Regions from separate parts of the Danio rerio genome. Here region 2 is linked to region 1. The links are chromatin contacts, called in public HiCAR-type maps. All regions are on one chromosome and are shown on one strand. The core of a region is the stretch at or near the end of the contact, and the rest is flanking DNA. Distances in the headings are between cores, read along the strand shown.

What was found. HiCAR-type assays count read pairs that join an accessible place to other places.
Region 2: a contact with region 1 is called in a HiCAR-type map of caudal fin, with 6 times the contacts expected there. The contact joins the promoter of cnsta here to the promoter of hnrnpua in region 1. A contact is called at or near these places in 2 of 4 datasets of contacts at active chromatin or transcription factors (caudal fin and embryo).

What each region holds. Positions count from the first base shown.
Region 1 is chr17:12,691,575-12,694,272 of GRCz12tu, forward strand. It overlaps hnrnpua (heterogeneous nuclear ribonucleoprotein Ua), which reads right to left and starts at 1,379. Exons shown (of 14, transcript XM_689599.11): 1 at 841-1,379. The coding sequence starts at 1,255.
Region 2 is chr17:13,275,701-13,278,398 of GRCz12tu, forward strand. cnsta (consortin, connexin sorting protein a) reads left to right here and starts at 1,343. Exons shown (of 11, transcript XM_692809.9): 1 at 1,343-1,432.

The DNA.
Region 1 (2,698 bases), core at 129-2,628:
TATCTTGAAAATTCTTAAGTAAAATATTATTTACTGTCATCATGACAATAATAAAATAAATCAGTTATTACAAATGAGTTATTAAAACTATTATGGTTAGAAATGTTTTGAAAAAATCTGCTTCTTTTCCGTTAAAAAGAAATTGGGGAAAAAATAAACAGGGGAGCTAATAATTATGACTTCAACTGTGTACTGGTGCAAAGACATTATAAGGGATCAATTAAATAAAATGAATAAATCAAAATGTACATTTTTAATAAAAAAAAATAACAATGGATTTTTTTCATTATTTCTTGCATTTAATTTGCAGATATTTCTCATACTTTAATTAGGTTAATGAAATATGTATTACATTAAGGTTTGACATATGTAGCACAATGTAAAGAAGATGTTGCATTCACCATAAAAATATATATATTGAAAAACTATTGGATAATCAATAAAATTATAAAACACTAAATAAAGGAAATAGGAATAAGAAAATAATTAAATTACGTAAAAATATAAGTTTATATTTTATTAGAAATAAATATTTGAAATAAAAAGAAATACATTGTATTATATTATGCATGTTATTATAATTAATATAATTATGTATAACATTTAGCTATATTAGATTAGAATAAAATAAAATACTTACATACTTAGCAAAGTAAAGCCTATTGCTGTAAATCATATAACCTGAAACTGTAGCAGTAACTCAAGGAGAAACAAATGGGACAGCAGCAATGAGCCCATAACAAACCCCAGTATACGCGTTCTGCTGACAGTATGAATTATTTTAGCCCAATTATACACAAAGTAACTATGAATTACTCGATCTTCATCGTATAATCTCACCCTTGTCAAGAGCCACATCATCCTCATCGAATTTCTCCATCTCTTCATCTTCATCATCATCACCATCATCATCTTTAAGAAGAGCGTCTTCATCCGATTTATCCATCTCTACCCCGGCGTCCTCCTCTTCCTCCTCCATAATATCATCATGCTCGGCCTCCGCGTTTCCTCCATCCTCTTCTTCCTCCTCCATGCTCTCTCCCACCGGGTCCTCCTCCAGGTCTTTGCCGGCGGGGTCTCCTCCGTCCTCGTACCGACGCTCGGAGCCGTTAGTACCAGAGAGCGCCTCCTCGTCTAGTGCGGCCTGCAGGCGCGACATAAGATCCGCCTTCAGCCCTTTATCAGACAGACTCCTTTTCTTTAGCTCGTCCTTCAGCTCGTTCACTTTCAGCTTCTTCACGTTTATAGCGCTCATTGTGACCGTCGTCTTCAGACTTGTGTATTTGAGCAATTATGAACGGAAAATATGAACGGAAAGGGCAGGTTGTTGTGAGCGGACTGTCCGTTAACGCGCGGTGCGGTCACTGTAGGCAGCAGTCGAAGCGGAACAAGGCCAGCTCAGCTTTATATAATCTACCGTAAAGCACGTTATAGCCGAGCGCGTATGAGACTACCGTAAATATCGATATTGATTTAAGATAATAGACGTAGTTTTACAATTTTTAGAAATTGTATTGTCTGTGTGGCTTTTTTGTTTAAAACTTAAGGCATTTTTTGTTCTGTTTTTAAACATGGAATTTAATTAGATATTTTACAGTCCTTTAGATAGGGTGGCTCTTTTTTCTGAAAAAGTGGACCTTTTCTGCAGTTATTCACCTCATTTTCTATTCAATTATGAGGTTTAAATAATGCATTGTAGTGACATTTTAATTACTAATCTTCGCCGAATCTTTTTGACGTACTAAAAATATTTTCTAGAGTGCTTATACTGCTTTATTACAAAGAATTTGCATTTAAACTTTAATTTACTACAGTTATATAAATAATGCTATGAGTTTTATTCAAATAAAAAATTAATAAAGAAAAATAAAAACATACTTATTTTTAAATACAAATTTTTTATCATCCATCATTTTAAAAATATATGGTCAAACTTGTTTTAAACTAAAAAGTGTAGCAGAAAAAAAAAACTCACCATCTCATTTCACTTTCCTCAGAAAGCCAGAATTTGGCCACTTGATGAGCAGATGAACATGATGTATATAAATTAATTTCTGCCTCTCCTGATGCCTCTATTTTGATTTCCCATTTTATAGCCGTTTGTAATAATCAGTTTGACATATCTACTTTGTATTTGAAAGATTCTTGAAAGATTTACAGATTATAATTACCAATGGGGACTGGAAAAAGTCTATCAAGGTCATAATAAATACATAAGAGTGTGAAGATGCAAAAACCTCTAAATGCCTTTTGAAACATTTCCCTAAAAGGAGTATTTTTTATGTGTATTCATATCACTTAAATGGCAAAGATTAAGTCCTTTTCCTGGGCTTTAAAGTAAAATATCTCAACATAAACAAAGGATGCTGAGAAAAAAGTAAATTTTCTATGGAAATTTCAGATGTTTTTTGCATCTAAACTCTTGACATGTTCTATTAACTCAAGACACCTAATCCAATATAAAAGTGTGCATTGGCTTCATTATTCTATAGGGTTAAGCTTAATAAATTCTAGTCCTCTATCTCCTGTAAATGTAATAAATGTGAAGCTGAAGGCTTCATAGGACATATTTTTTGGTCATGGCCAAAACCTTTTGAGATTTGGAGCAAAATGTTCAGATTCTACTCTGGGGCTTGTTCTTATGACCTTGCCCCTGATCCAGCAATCACTGTTTAGGTTTATCTGACTCAATTTGTAG
Region 2 (2,698 bases), core at 93-2,592, 580 kb after region 1:
GTGTGTGTGTTTTCCCCAGGTTGCAGCTGAAAGGGCATCTGCTGTGTTCTTTCCGCTGCGGCAGTACCTGATGAATAAAGGGACTATGCCGAAAAGAAAATGAATGAATGAACTTACTAAAACATCAAACCCAATTATTAACGTTCAAATTTTCATCCACAAGATGGCGTAAAATACTACATAAAAGCTGATACTCACATTTGCGACTCCTGCTGTGATAAAACCTTTTATGCAGTCTATGGATAAAATAATGTTGGTGAATCTTGGAAATAATCTTGGTGAGTTAATATTATGTTACGTCTCTGAATGGTTACCAAGCAACATTTTTTAATTTCAGGGGGTACAAAATACGTTTGCAAGAACATTACGTGACTTAAATCGATATACGAATATGTATATTCATAGTACAACTTTAAAAATCTTAGTACATAAATAGCGGTTGCTCAGAGGGTAGCACAATCGCCTCACAGAATAAAACTCGCTGGTTCGAGTCAGTGGCGCAAAAGGGGTTATGCGGCGCATAGGGGCACATGTTCTCCCCGTGTTGACGTGGGCTTCCTCCGGGTGCTCGGGTTTCCCCCATAGTCCAAACACATGCACTACAGGTGACTTGACTAAACTAAATTGGCCGTAGTGAATTTGTGTGTATGGATGTTTCTCAGTAGTGGGTTACAGCTGGAAAGGCATTCCCAGTGTAAAACATGTTGGATAAATTGGCGGTTCATTTCGCTGTGGCAACAACATAAAGAAAAAAGAAAAAAATAATGATTAAAAGAGTAAATAAACATAAGATACAAAAAAGTAAATTATTAAAATGTTAGATATATCATATATGTGTATAAAATATAAAGTCATCCTTACAATGATGATTTTTTAAACAGTTGTTTAAGCAGCGATCTTATTTAAAGACAATACAGTTACCAAGTAACATCGTCATGGAGTGGGTCTCTAAACAAGAAAGCCGTACGCATGTAAAAAAAAGTGTATTTAATAAATTGTTACTTATTGTATATTTGTATTTTTTTGTTTATACTTACAACCCCCCCCCCCCCCCCCCCCCCCCAACATGTAGATTTTTTTAACATGTTATATGCTGTTATTTAAATTAAAAACAATAATAATAACCTTTATGGAGTGGGTAAAAGTTTAAACAGAGTGACGCGGGAGGCGCTACCAATATATTCATGAATATTCATTATCTTCTGCTCAGGTTTCCAGGCAACAGCGGTATGATACAATTAATATTCATGAGACAAAGGCTTTTAGCTAAATTTCCCGGATGGTTGCAGGAGGAGGAGCTGCGCAGACAGCGGAAATACCCGGATGTGTGACAGGAAGAACTGCGCAGACGTGCAGCAGAAACACACAAACACACCAGCGAAGAGCGCGGTTCATTCACCATCCAAACTCAAACAACCTGCCCCATCAATCTGTAAGTATTTCTGGTTGTTTACGACAATATAATTGAAAGAAAACGTCCGCGCGTGAATGGCAAAACGGAACATTTAGTTTGTTGAAATTAAGGCTTGATGCACTTATGATGCTACTGCATGTTAGCGCTTGAACTGATGACAGCTCTGTCCACCTGATGTGGTAAATAACACTTCTGTCAGCGGTTTAAACAAACATGATGTGTGCAGGGATGAAAGCAGCTTTGCTATAGCTTTAACCTTGCATCTCTATAGGAATATGACAGATGTTTTAATGCACGAGTATAGATATCACGATGCATTTCGTGTATTATATAACATCAACATCTGTTTTCATCCAGATGCAGCATGCCATGATCTGTGCTGATCTCTCTTTTTATTTAAATAAGCGTAAATGTTATGGAGTGATATGACCTTTACTGAATGGAGACTTCATTTTAAGGATTATTTTAAGTAGCCATGTGTCAAAACAGAGATGTTGAGTTGATGTGTGCTTTGTTTTGCCTCACTGAGCGTGAGATATTCGTGCTATTCTAAAGCTGTTTGTGTTAGGTAGCTTTCTCTGTTCGTAATATATTGAAAAACAGCATAAAACTGTAATTATTAGGCTAGAAAAGCAAACAAGTTAGTCGACGCTGTCGTTTCAGTGTATTGAGTCATGACAGAGGTCACAATTAACCCTCGCTAAGGTCACAGTTTAGTTGACAGGCTAGTTTGCACTTTGCTGGTTTTATCATTAGTTATTCTTAAATAATAATGGATAAGTAAAAGTATCTCTTTAGTATCTTTCACAGAGAAGAAGTCACAAAGTGCTTTACATTAAAATAATTTCTATCATGAGTACAAATAACACCAAATGTTAAACATTGAGGTAAAGTTGGTTATATATTCGCACATTCAGACATTCTCCTTAATAATATAATTTTAGAAAAGTATTATTTGCAAATGGGTGACACGGTGGCTCAGTGGTTAGCACTGTCGCCTCACAGCAAGAAGGTCACTGGTTTGAGCCATGGCTGGGTCTTTTGGCATTTCTGTGTGGAGTTTGCATGTTCTCCTCGTATTCACGTGGGTTTCCTCCAGGTGCTCCGGTTTCCCCCACAGTCCAAGGACATGCACTATAGGTGAATTAAATAAGGTAAATTGGCCGTAGTGTGTGTGTGTGTGTGTTTGTGTGCGAATGCAAGAGTGTATGGGTGTTTCCCAGTGATGGCTTGCAGCTGGTAGCTGGTTAATTTGGCTGTTCATTTAGCTTTGACGACCCCTGA